2 separate regions of the Mus musculus genome follow, and region 1 is linked to region 2. The links are chromatin contacts, called in public HiChIP or PLAC-seq maps. All regions are on one chromosome and are shown on one strand. The core of a region is the stretch at or near the end of the contact, and the rest is flanking DNA. Distances in the headings are between cores, read along the strand shown. Region 1 holds the start of Prr5 (proline rich 5 (renal)). Region 2 holds the start of Tbrg3 (transforming growth factor beta regulated gene 3).

Evidence for each region. HiChIP or PLAC-seq counts read pairs in DNA pulled down with a chosen protein or histone mark.
Region 1: a contact with region 2 is called in an HNF4G HiChIP or PLAC-seq map of pancreatic cancer cells. The contact joins the promoter of Prr5 here to the promoter of Tbrg3 in region 2.

Annotation. Positions count from the first base shown.
Region 1 is chr15:84,678,524-84,685,644 of GRCm38.p6, reverse strand. It overlaps Prr5 (proline rich 5 (renal)), which reads right to left and starts at 4,647. Exons shown (of 8, transcript NM_146061.4): 1 at 4,326-4,647. The coding sequence starts at 4,462.
Region 2 is chr15:82,897,088-82,903,656 of GRCm38.p6, reverse strand. It overlaps Tbrg3 (transforming growth factor beta regulated gene 3), which reads left to right and starts at 5,196. Exons shown (of 1, transcript NR_027799.1): 1 at 5,196-6,569. All of the region lies in intron 1 of Tcf20 (transcription factor 20), which reads left to right. It overlaps Gm20324 (predicted gene, 20324), which reads right to left and starts at 4,577. Exons shown (of 4, transcript NR_045068.1): 1 at 4,389-4,577; 2 at 2,585-2,938; 3 at 1,843-1,941.

The DNA.
Region 1 (7,121 bases), core at 3,398-5,897, 1.8 Mb before region 2:
CACAGGAAGTGGAGGGACTTCCGGGTGAGGCCAGGGGAGGGCATCCTCAGGTGTAAAGCCCCATCCCTCTCTGGCCTCTAGCATCTACCAGAAAGTAAGGCTCTCTGTGCAGGCAGGCCAGGTTCTGGCCCTGGAGCACGAATGACCTCATTGGGTAGGCACAGGGAGAAGCAGAAGCCAAGCCCAACAGCAGCTCAGCCGGAGACAGACTGCTACCAGAGGAGGGGCTGCCTGCTCCTGAGAGAAAGGGCAGGTCCCTGAAGGCCAATCTTGGTTCTACTGAGGATGAACAATTTCACCAAGTCTTGAGATTCCTGTAGGGAGGGGTGGGAACACCATCTTTCCTAGATTCCGGCTTGGTCTGGAGTCCCCTAGAGACATCTGAGGACACAGAGATAGCCAGGAATGGGGGTTTGGGGATTGGGGGTTTGGGGTCGGCTTCCTTAATGTACCTGGAAGCTACATGACAGGAAGCCATGTCTGCACCTCAGACTTGCTTCTTAGTACTTAGGGACAAAGGTTGTTCCTTGAGATCAAGTAGGGAAGAAGAGGGGCCTGGGGTGCATATCTCACAACTGCTAAAACCACAAGTCTAACAAAAGCCAAATCTGCTCTGACATGTGTCACTCAGCCACACTGGGCTAAAGCACAGTACAGCATAGCTGTCTCTTAGGGTGGCTCTGGGGGCTCTGTGCTACCTTGTCTAGTTTCCTGAAGCACCTGAGACCCTCGGCTCCAGGTCCTTCCTTGTCTTTAAGAACAGCAAGACAGGACACTAGGTGCCAGCTCCTTCTTTGACTTGTCCCACCCTTCACAGATTCCGTGACAACACAAAGCCACCTAGTCAGGCCAGACCATCACCTCAGCTCAGCAACTGTAATATAACCGCATCTTCAAAGTCTCCTAGCCACATGAAAGCCCGCAACCACAGGCTGAGAACTAGGGCAGGGACACTTTGGGGGTCACTGTTCTGCTAACCCCAAGGGGCTGAATGTACACAGTGCCCACCTCCTGGGGGCCTTTCAGGAATGGGCCTCAGGACACCTGGGCTACACCCAACCCATGGACCACCCACTATCTGTGGTCTCTTCAGTGCTGTAACACCAGTATGTGGTGGGGACGCCAATTATAGAAGAAAACACTAAGGCTTAGAAAGGTCAAGGGTCACGTCTTCTATTCAGCAGGACCAGAACTGAAATGAGGCACTGGCCGACAGTCCTCCTGTCCCCACCCTTCAGGATACACAGGTTAGACCCTGCTCCTTTTGATTCTCCCTAGCTCTGTGGGTTTTCCAAAGTCCAACCAAACAAACTAACAAAAACAAAATCCAAACCAAGCCAAAAACAAACAAACAAACAAACAAAAAAACCTGTCAGCTACCTGGAGTGAGGGAGGGTGGAGGGGTCCAGTCTCAGACTGGGCCCTCAGGCAGCTCACAAAGGCAAGATGATTGAGGGCTGGGAACCTGAGGGTCCTAGCCTGGAAGCTTTGGCTCTGGCCTGGGTGGGATTTAGGGTGTCCTGCATCTCTCTGAACCCCAATATTCTCATGTGTGTAACACATATGCCAACCCCCACCTAAGGTTCCTGAGAGCCCTGCTGCTCCTTGTTCCTACTTGAGTGAGGGCCATCACCCCTGGACATATATCTCTAATCACAGGCCAGGAACCCAGCGGCATCCCTGGACACTGGGCTCCCTGGGAGTCCTGGTTCAGATTCCAGACAGTGCTGTCAGAGGACATCCTGGTCACCTCTTTCCTCTCACATCCTCATTCTCTTTATGGACATGGATAAGGATAGCCCACTGGGAGGAGGAAGAGGAGGGCAGGGGCACACACCTTGCTTTGCAGGGGTCCTGCACTTTGGGGTAGACTTTCCCCTGCTCCTGCCTGCCCAGGGCTTCCACCTACTGGGGGACAGACAAGGCACTGGCTGAGTGAAGGCTCAGAAGGCTAGGATTCACCCATGAATTCCCCTAGCACCTTAGGTCTAGTGTAGACAGCGGCTAGCTTCTGGGAGTTTTTCTGGAGCCTCTATGGGTGAGAAGCTGGAGGACAGCAGGGCATCTCCCCGGCAGGAGGGAGCTGTTATGCCCTTGAGCTCCAGGAAAGCAGCAGCGGGTTCTCTGAAAACTACTCCACAACAGCAGCGTGGGACAGGCCAGCAGCGCCATGCCTCTTTCAGAGAGCTCCCCATGTTCCCACACACCTAGCTAGCAGGCACGGAAGGCAGGGGCTGGCCAAGTGGCCAGTGGTCTGGTGTTTCCCCATTCTACTTCCCCCAAGTGCTAAGCCATCAGCAATTACCGGCCCCCGCCCCACCCCCCCCAGCCCCTGGTTTATTTTCCAATTTGGTCTAGGGTCTCTGGCTCTGAACAGGCTGTTCGATCCTAAACTAACACTTCAGCTTGGTCAAGCCAACATGAAGAAAATGAATGAATGAATGAGTGAGTGAATGAATGAGTGAATGAATGAATGAATGTGTGGACTATCTTAGGACATAGCAATAGCTGTGCACCAAATTCAAGGGTTGTACCCAGTGTCACTGCAGTGGGTTAGACAGTCCCTGGTGTAAGGTTAAGGCTTACAATCTGACTGGGAAATAAGACTCTTTAATGCTGCGATGGTCGTGAGATGAAGGAGGACCATAGTTTGCAGGGATAGCCAGAGCACAGGCGGCTGACACAGCTGTCCTGACCCTGCTCAGGGTTCATGTCCTGGAGCCCTTGCAGGCACTGGAAAGGCAGCAGAAAGAGAGGCAGGCGCTGGGGCTGGGAGGCGACTCTGGGCCACCATCACCAGTCCCTTTACTTATGTGTGTCTGTACGTGGGAGAGTATCGGGACTCAAGCCACGAAATGCTGTACAGTATGGGTTCTGGCCACTTTGGGTGACCCTGAATCTCCCAGCTGGGATGGGGGCATAAAACCTCCCTTGCTGGCTAGGATGGTGAGGACCCTGAACAGGCTGGCCCAGGATTGGAGCACAGAACACAGCCAGAGCCTGACTCCCCAGGCAGGGGACGCCTCCGACCCTTGCAAGCCTCCCCCTCCCAGAGCTCTGGCAAAGAGTAAACCTTCTCACAGCCATGACTGGTGGCACGTGGCGCCATCAAAGCCCTCTGAGCCAGAGGCCCCCAGATGGGGTGAAAGGGTCCCCACAAAATTGCTTCTAGTAACTTCCGAGACACTACTCTCTGAATGTTCCTAGACTTGAGTTCTGAGTTACAGGGTAGACCTACTGTGTGCCAGAACTCATGCTCACAGCCTGATTACACATCTTCACATTTACTCCAACAACAGTCACTCACCCATATTATTAATAAAGAAACTGAGGACCAGAAGTGGAAAACCAACTGCCTAGGGCCACACAACAGAGGAGTGGAGTTGAAATCTGAGCCAAAAGTCAGCATGGCTCCACTAAACCCTGGCCAGAGACAAGGAAGGGGACGAAGAGAGTGGTTGAGCAGTTCTGGGGAAAAGGAGTCTTCCTTCTCTCACAGTTCTGCTCCCAGCCCAATGAGGAGACCGGTGTAGGCCCAGCAGAGAGGGAAACTAAGGTAGGTAGTCTCAGCTCTCAGGCAGGCTGCAGCTTAGTGGAGGAACTTAGGGTCCCTGCTGGCAGCCGGGTGCCCCCCCCCCCCGATTGCTCTCAGACTAGATGAACAGAAGACATGTGTCCAAGTGACAGCCGTGTCCCTAGTGGCAGACCACAGAGGGTGAAGAACCTGGCAGGATTTCTCTGCCAGGTGGAGGGGTGGAGTGGAGAGCCAGCATCCACAAACCTCCCTCAATCCGTGTTTTACTTTGGATGGAAATACTTTTTTTTTTTTTTAATTTTTCCTTAAGGGCCAAGAGGAGACCCACCGGGGAACTATGGCTAAAAGAACTATCTGTGACTGGTTGAGAACACAGCTGGGGGAGGGGCTTCCCACGCCCGGCTGGTCCTGGATGGGCCTCCGGAAGGGTCCGGTAAGGAATGTCTGGCAGCTGGCGCACCCCCGCGGACAGCTGGGAGGCCCGGGGTCCAACTCAGGGAAAGCCACCGCCCACCCCGCGCCGAGGGCCCGACACGCATACAGGAAGTGCAGCGGCGCCCCGCCGGGGGCCCGCGAGGTTCAAGTGCGCCCCTGCGAAGTGGGGGCTCAGAGGCCTCCTGCTCCCCGGCCGCCCACCCACCCACCCACCCCCGGGGAGCGATCGTGGGCTCTAGCCGCTGACACGTTGCACTCACTTCCCTCCCCGCGCACGGCCCGGCGGCGGGGCGAGCTGCGCGCAAAGTGGCGCGGTGCGGTCTCCGGCCACGCCGCTCCGGGCTGCGCGCCTTACCTGTTCCAGGTGGCGTTGGCGCAGGCCCGGCGCTGCTGCGTGCCCCGCTCGTCCGTACCCGCCGCGCCCGGCTCCCTCTTGCCCAGGTCACTGAGGCTGGGCGAACTCATGAACTTCAACCTGCGGAGAGTCCTCATGCTCACCCCGGCCCACACGCGCCCCCGCGTCCCCTACGACGATAGTCGGCGGCTAGCAGCAAGCCCGGCGACCCCGTGGGGTCCCGCCCGGGTCCTGCGCCCCCGCCCGGGGCAGCACTCCCAGCGCGGGGCCCTGTGAACCATGGCTCGCGGCGGCTCAGCGTGGAGCGCTCGGAGCGCAAAAGCAGGCCGGGGGCGGGGCCTCCAGCCTGGGCGGGGCCATAGTGGGCGTGGTCTCCTGTTGGGAGGGCGGGGCCGGCGTCTTGGAGCCCTCTGCGGCCAAAGGGCCAGCTCAAGGGGCTGGCTCCTTTGCTCTCAGCCACCTCCCTTCTTCCCTTCGGAAGCCACCACACAGGAGCCACAGAGCAGTTCAATCCCAACTGTCCACCCGGCACCCAACCAACCCTGTGGTCACACACACACCATGCACAGGGACTCATAGGCTCCCATTAACGTCTCTTGAACTCACTCCCTCTCCAGACACCCATCCCAGGAGGAAAGGCTGTGCCCACAGAGATCTATCCAGACCCCTTCACGTGGACACAGGCTCCGCCCACTGCGGATCAAAGCTTTCTGCCGGGTGCCTCAGCCATCAGCCCCACCCCACCTGAGTTTAGCATGACCAGGCTGTCCTAGAGCCTTTTCTCGGGGGAGGGGCCAGGGACTAGGGTCCTCTCAGGCCGGTACCTTGGATGATTGACTGGCCAGAGGGGTTGTTGCACCGAGAGTTGAAGGAATGGAGGACAGTGGCACCCCCTGAATCCCAGATCCCCTTGTATGGTAGAAGTCAGAGTGTCTCCTCAATCCTGGTGACTTAGGCACAAGGCAAAATGATCCTAGGACAGGACAGCCCTGGGGCATTGAGGCAAATTTGAATTCTACCTGCTGGGAATGTTGTGGGGGCACCCAGGGCAAAATAATCTCTCCCGGGTTCTGCCACCAGAACATGGCAGGCTGGACCAAGGCTCACGAACACACAGTGCCCCTGACACCCCAGCTCCTGACACACAGCCTCCTTCAAGCAAGATCTGGGAGTCCCACTCGTTTTGCCTGCCACTTCCAAGCACAGCCCCAGGTGACTTGCAGGAGAGTAGAGTCATGGTTCAACTCCCACCATCAGCATTTCCTAACCAGCCACTGTGTACTGGACACCCCCACATGCCTGTCTTAGGAGGCAAGGATCAAACAGACAACTCCTTGTTCGCAAGAACTCTCACAGAGCCGAAGGCCACTCAACCTATTGTGAAATGGCAGCCAGGGCAGGGAAGGGCTGGGCTGCTCCTACCTCCTTCATTCAGTCAATGGCCCCAGTGAGGACCTGACTTGGGGGTCAACAGCAGATGAATTTTCCAGTCTCCAAACAACAGGCACCAGCTTTCTGAACCAAGTCAAGGAACCCAGGTCTGGGAGGATGCGGCATTCAGGTGGGGGTGTAGAAACTGCTCACTCAGGTGTACAGTGGTGGTCAGCATGGCTGGGGGGAGGGGAGGGGAGGGGAGCGGAGGGGAGGGGAGGGCTGTCATTGCTCCATAGCACTAGCCTTGTGGCTAGTCCTATGTCCCGGGTGGGTGCTCTCCATCCCTGGAGCAGCTGTAAGCTTTGGGTGAGTCACTTCTCAAAGGCTTCAGTTTCCTGTGTTTTGGAAAGTGAAGGCCACACATCCATGGTCTCTCTCTATCCTTCCAGACCCTGGGGTTTTACATCCTGTATCAAGTATGTCCAGTCTCTGCCTACAAACTCTATGTGCGTCAGGATAGGTATGAATGCCGGCCAACGTAAAATCACAACCCTAACCCTCAGGCTGAACTGCTCTCTCAGAGGATACAAGTTTGGTTCTCAGCACTAGCATGTGGCAATTCACAAACTACCTGTAACTCCAGCTCTGTGAATCCAGCACCCTCTTCTGGCCTTTTTGGGGCACTGCATGCAAGTACACAAACCCACACTCAGGCACACATTCTCATACACATAATCAAAATTTTAAAATAAAAAAGATCGGATACATGTACTAGGCCTTCCTCTTGAGTCTACCCACCCTGCCCCATCCTTGGTTCTTAGCACCCTAGCCTGAACTACAGATCCTTTCTGACCACTCTTTCTGACTGTTGCTTCTTGCCCTCACAAACAATAACTAGAGCTGGCCATGGCACACATTGCCCTCCTGAGTTCCCACTGTGCTGAAGAGCAAGCCCGAGGCCCCCAATCCTTGAGATGCCTTCAAAACCTGCGAGCCTCCCTGCTCTCCAGAACCCCTTTCAGTGGAGATCAAAGTTGAAGATCATCTCTCCTTTCTCTGATTGCCCCTGCCCTTGTTTAGACTTAATCTGGCTTTCCTGACATTGTCTATCAGAGCCAGGAGCAGGAACTTGTTCATATCTACCTTCCCTATGCTTGGCACACAGTCGCTACTCAATAGGAATGGCTAGATATATCTATCTCATGTTTTAGGTCAGATCGGTGAAAACCAAGATGCATAAACACGAGGCCACCATTTCTCTGCCACGGGTGTCGCTGCAGCAAAACCCTGGTCCCCTCAGAGAAGCCTGACCTTTTATTCAGCAGTTGGGCAGGACAAGGGGCAGAACTGACCCCTGGCTGCCCGTCTGGCAGGAGTGGCCAGATGGGAACAGAGAGGCAGTCTGAGTAACCAGAGGGAGGG
Region 2 (6,569 bases), core at 3,947-6,446:
CATCAGTATCAATCTCATCAGGTTCTCTCTTGAGCGTTGATTAGGGTGGTAAGGGGAAGTCTGCCCCGTTCCTGGTATCCTCTGGCTGTCTCATAATCAGCGATATGTATGATTTTTGTGAATATGCTGTCTTTTCTTGCAAAGTGTACCAGACACCAGACAGACGTGGGAAGGTCCAGTAACAACAACAACAACAACACAACAAAAGACAAACAGCCCAGTGGGACTAGTGGGAACCATGACTTTGATCTTGTAGGGCAGAGTGGAAGGGCAAGCTGGTGAGCAGAAGCCCCTTCACAAGAAAGATACAAGGCCTTGCAGGGCCACATCTTTGTCATCTTTTTCTACTGCTTTGGGCATAGGTCTCTTGTGCATAGCAGGGGCAATAGTTCCCTCCACATACAGTCTTGGGCATCCCCACCCAAGGCTTTAAAGCCTTTCTTCACCTTGCCTGAGAAAGCTTACAGTCTCAAAGACTGCAGGTGAACCTGTGGAATGAAGGCATGCCCAGAGCATCAAGCCATGCCTGAGCGCCTAAGCACGCTCAGTATCTCCGCTCTTGGCCTGGGGAAAATACCTGGCGTGGGACAGGCACTGCATAGTGTTGGGGGCAGTTTCCCCTTCTGTCCACCACAGACTTTTGAAAGCTGCAAGACTAGAGGTGAAGCCCCAGGATTGTGAAGTAGGAATCCAGGCTGTCTTCTTGGTGGGTCAGAGTTGTTAGCCAGTGGCCCCTCCCAAGAGAAAGGAGAGCAGGAGTCTGCTGAGGGATAAAGGTGAGGGCTGTTCCCTTGCTCAAGAGAGTCAGCTAGTATGGGGAAGGACGACACCAGCCTGCAGCTGAAACAGACACCCTGGCTCAGTTCTCACAAGTCACTGATCTGCTGAGCAGGGCCAGTCTCCTCAATCAATCCGTGCTGACAGATGGTAGCAGAATCAGTGACCTAGAGGCAGAAGGCTCCATTTGTAATCCCAGAGCGGCCCAGGTTCTTGGAGGAGGGCTGAGGAGTTTGTAATAAAAGGAGTGACACAGGGTTTCCAAAAGCCATCTCAGAGCCAGAGAAAGAGAGAAGGGATTAGTTTTGCCTCTGGAATTGATACACAGTGATTCCGTTCAATAGGTAGTTTAGAGTGGACTGGGTTAGGAGAGATGGGAGAAAGAAACAGCTCATTTACTTTGTTTTCTTTAAAAGACTACAAAGTATAGAAAGAAAACTGAGATGGATACATTTGAGACAAGGAGGATACAAGAGGCTGAAGCAAGCTGGGTGTAGTATTGTCAGGGCCGCGATCCCAGCACCCCAGAGGCTGAGTCTGGAGGATGATGACTTGAAGCCAGCCTCTGAGACTCTGTCTCAAAACAAAGTAACGACCCTGAGTTGTAGGACTTTGGGTAGCAATTAATTTCCCTGAGCTTTATCTGCTCAGCTGTTCTGGCCTCCAATTTACAGTGATATCCTTCTTTCAGTCTCCTGCATCCTTGGACTCCAAGCGTGTATCACAGTGCATGGTGGTGTTAGAGTTAGTTGTGTCTGGTACTGCATGAATTCTTGGTGCAGCTCTCATTAGATACTCTCAGTACCTATTAAGTGAGGTAACACTAGGGGGTCAGGCATGGAACTCAGCGGGGAGAAATGAGTTGTCCAGGCCCCCCACACAGCACAAGAGCACTACTACCTGTCTGCTGGTCATGATTTCAATGAATGTGTTTCCTCTGTGTGATAATTCAAAGGCATATGGTAGGGTCCCAGCAGATCTGGCTGTAAGAATGGGGCAAGCTTCCATGTGGTGGTCATCTGGATAGTGTTCTGAAAGGGACTGAAAGAGTAGGGAGGGGGCTACCGTAGGGAAGGAGGCAGGGACTGGACCCAGTGTTTCTCTGCATCCTGTTCCTCGTGAGCTCTCTGGTATCCTTCTTGTCCCCGTGAGGCAAAGTGAGACCTAGGAAGAAGGGAGAATGAGGAAATGGTGTCCCTTTATGAACTGGCTGGGGATGCCTTCAACACTGAGTCACCAAGAAGGCACATCTACATTCTCCTCCCTCCCACGCCCCTTGGTGCAGAAAACTTTAGAGGTTTCCAGTTCCTCCCACCTTTCTCATGGCAGTCTTGACACTAGCAGTAGCCAGGCTGTGGTCTCTTAAAAGCCTTAGTGGCTGAGAGTTTGAAAGAAACAGAACAATGGGAACAGCTAGAGGGCAGGGCCTGGCGGTCTATTCAGCTTTGCCGCTTTGCTCCGGAAGGGCTTGGCACTTTGCCTGTTGTCAAAGAGGTGTGGGGGAGTCAAATCTCCGGGAACAGCCAGACCTGCGTTGGACTAGCCCCTACTTGATGAGGTGGGCTGGGAGAAATCATTACCTTCTCCACCACATCCTCCTGATAGGGTCCCTAGAACCAGGATCCCTAGCTGTGCCTGGAATCACCAGACCCTCTGTGGGTGGCCTGAGGCTAGGGAGAGTGAAGTACTCTGGCTGGATAGAATGAAAGGTGAAAGGGTAAAAGCCAGGCCACAGGGATCTGTAGATCCCAAATATATGAAATCTGGTCCCCAGACCAACCACAACTGACTCCTGTCAGCATCTCACCTTACACCCAAAGCATGTTTGGATTCCAGTTTCCTCTCAAGTTGGGTTGCTTTAGAGGGGAAGCCACAGACTCCCCAACATCTAGGCTGGATGCAGGCTTAGTTTAGAATCAGTAGTTTTAGGGACACATAATTCAAACCTTCTCCTTCCTCTTGCATCTGTGAGGTCCAAAGTGGAGAGGTCTCTGAGTGTGCCAAAAGCAGGGTATAAATAGTCCAACCTCACCCTCTCCTTATTAGCTTCATTTTGCATAGCAGAGGGGTGGGCACACAGTAGGTACTGCCATCTAAGGCAGCAGTTCCAACCTAGGCGTCGGGACAGCTTTGGTAGTGAATGACCCTTTCACAGGAGAGGCTGTCAGAAAACAGAGATTACTATTCATAACAGTAGCAAAATTACAGTTATGAAGTAGCATTGACATAGTTTATGGTTAGGGTCACCACAATATGAACTATATTAATGGGTCAAAGCATTAGGAAGGTTGAGAACCACTGATCTATGAGACGGTGGTTGTACATGAGATTTTTCTTGAGGAAAAAGAAATTTAGCCCTTTGCTCTGTGAAGATATCTGAGGAACAAGGGAAGGCTGGCTAGGGCCTGAGGCATGGCCCTGGAAATCTCTTACTTCAGTTCTGGGCCTACCATCCAGGAGTGCAGAACCTCAGCACCACTGCAGACTACTGGTGTGGAAGTCTATTTTACACGTGAGGTAGGTTGGCTTCTTTGCTTTTAGAACGGAGGAAACTGAGTGTCAGAGACTGTTGTTCATCCAGGAACACCCAGTAGGCACCATGGGCAGAGAGTGCATCCGCACACACCAGGCCATGTTACCCACCTGGGCCCGGCGGACGTTAAGAAAGCGGGAGCCACCCTGGTGGCAGCTCAAGTAACTATACAAATTGCCACGGGCTTCAAGGGCTGCCAAAGGCGCGACTTCGGATTTGGAGGCTCTGGGAGAACTCCAGAAATCCCAGTAGAAGGTTCTGTGCCACTAACTCCCCAGAAAGTTGCTCTGGGGCACCCCACAAGGTAGCCTTAAGCGGAGGGCTGGAGGTAGCACTGGGCGCGTGGTCCCGGACCGCAGAGTAGGGGGTCTCCTTGCTGCGCCTCTCGACGCTGCCACACGCGGGTGGGCAGCGCGCCACCCCGCCCCCGGCCCCGCCCCCTGCGCCCGCCCCGCCCCGCCGCGCGCCCTCCCGCCCGCCCGCGCGCCGGGGCCCGGAGCCGCCTCATTGGCTGCGCGCCGTCACCTGACGCTCTGTTATTTCCTGTGTGTTGGGAGAATGGAGAGAAAAAACCCGGAGCCGAGCCGCCTTCGGCCCCTGCGAGGCGGCCACGGCCTCAGCCGGGGGAGCCCTCCCTGAGGCGCGCCGGAGCGGGGAGTGAGCCAGCGAGCGCGCGGGCCGGAGCGAGCCTCTAGGGGCCGCGGCCCCGGCCCGCCCCGCCGTCGGCCTGGGCGTCCGCGCTGGAGGCGGTGGAGGCACCCCCACCCCCACCCCGCGCCGCGCCGCCGCCCCCTCCCCTCCCAGCGCCGGCGGAGGCCGAGGGACGGGCCGGGGGGCTCCTGCAGGTAACCGCCGCCCGGCCTGAGGAGAAAGGGCAGCCCGAGGGGCCGGGACCGGGCCGCGCCGCTCAGGCTGGCTGCTGGGAGCACAGGTCGTGGCCCGGCCCGCCCTGCAAGTGCTGAGCCTCGGGAGTCGCGGAGCGGGCTGAGGGGACCGGCGTGGGCTGCCGAGGGGTCAACGGCCAGGACCGGCGTCAGGGCAGAGCGGCCGGAGGCTCTGGGGCTGCGGGCGGAGATACCTGGTCGTTGCGGCCTGAGGTGCTGAGGGGTCCACGTTCTTGGCAGCCCCGCGGGGACCGGCGTTGCTGGCCTCTTGGCCGGGGGCTGGGGGCGAGGCACCCGTGAAGGGCCGGGCTTGGAGCGGGCCGGGGAGGGGCCGGCTGGGGCTGGCGGAGCAGCCGCGCGAACACCTGAGGCCATGTGGATGCGGCTGCCTGTCGCCTGCCGGCGGCCCAGAGCAGGTACCCGGCGGCGGGGCGCGAGCTAGGGGCGCAGGATGCACTTCCTGTGTGGGGCGCTCTCCCCTCCCCCGCCGCGGTGAGCAGGGCAGGGCGCAGGGTCCCGCGGAGTCCACGAAGGAGCTCTTTCTCGCGGGTAGGGGATGGGAAGGCGAGGCTCTGAGTCTCTCTTCCTCATTCTCACGGAAAAGTGGTGGCTTATAGAAGAGTTTGCTATCCGGCCTGCGGCGGGAGGTGGGATGTCTTGAGTGCGCCGGGATGGGAGTGGAATTTAGTGTGTGTGTGTGTGTGTGTGTTGGGGGGGGGCAGTGGAGCTGCGGATTCCTCCACGGTTTGTGGGTGCGGACACCAGTTTTGCTTGCCTGCCTGTATTCAACTCCTTTGGGGACGAATCAGAATTAGGGGTTTCTACCCGAGCTCTGCGTTCTCCCTCCAGAGATTAGATGACTCTGGTAAATGCTATAAAAATGGATGGAATTTTTGAGCTATTATCTAACAGGCTGATCTTTGAATGATAATTGGACCCTTATGTTAACAGCCTTAGTGAAGAGTTTTATAAAAGATTTTACATGGGGTGGCATTGGCAGCTGGGGAAACGGCACTAAATTCTGATCTAGGAGGCCTGGAATGCACTTCCAGCTTGGCCACCAAATAAACTGTAGCCCTGGGCAAGTTACCTACCCTCTCATGCCTCAATTACACTTCTGTTAAAGACTCCCTTGCAGGCCAGACATTTCGAAGGTTTATTTGAGTTTGGTTTGGTGGTTCTTCCACTCCGGTTTTGTGCTCGCTCTCATTTTGATCATAGGAACTTTACTGAGAGATGTAAGATGCGCCTCACTGGCTTGAGAAGTAACTTGGTCAGGGTAGTTTGTGCTCAATTCCCAGTGCTTTTCTGTGCTTCTGAAGAGAAAACGCACACTATTAATAGCAGTCTAGCTTATGTTGAATGCACATTATTATGCTTTTTTTTTTTCCTTTGTGATAAGAGTTTTCCGAAAAAGCACTGGCTAATTGGGAAATATGGATGCGATGATTGGGTCTGTTTTTGTTGGAAGCCCTTTCCACGTGGGGAAGGGATGCTATTTCAAGATCTTTTAGGTGACTCTTACTTGGCTAACTTCAAATTCCAATTTCAGTCTTGGAGTAGGGATAAAGTAGAATTAGCTATGCGATGTAGTAGGCTTGCAGAATTAATATCCACCTCAGGATGCAGTAAATGGTTTGCATCCCCGGTTTATTCCTAGTGGTAGCAGGGTACTTCCCTGGCAGATGCTGAAGAACCCGTTAGTTTTACTGATTTTCTGGTGTGTGAGGGCCCTGGGCCATATGCTTTTGAATGGTAAGTACTCTTAGACCAACTTGGATTTTGCTCTTGTTTGTGGAAGACTTTGTTTTGTTTTGTTTTTGTTTGTTTTTTTGTTTTTGCTCAATTCCCCATAAAATATAGCTCACTATGGTTTTTTTAGATCATTTTTTAAAAAATTTTGGTCTGTATAGCCTTAATGGTCTTTAAACGTGGATGGCAAAATGGGCTCATAATGTTTATCTTGTGTATGTGTTAAAAGAAGGTTTTCTTTTATATTAGTTAAAATCATGCCTGTCACATAAGGAGACACTTAAGATTATACATATGAGTTATTTGGAATTTTTTATTAGGACTTGAATTATGACCTCATGTTTACTGTATGATTTGAAAAAGTGCCAGTTACTTGAATTAGAAGCACCTCTCACACTCAAGTATGTATTATGCTTGTTTTATGGCTTATGAAAAAATTACTATAAAGCTTTACTGTGGTAGTTTGTGAGTGTGTATGTATGTACGTATGTATATGAGAGATCTTACATAGGTAAGATAGTAGGAGAATTGCCTTTATTAAGTTTTAACTTAGAGAGGAAAGGAAGCTAACATTTACGTTAAAAACAAAAACAATGTATGGACTTAGGCCAAAGAATTCTAAA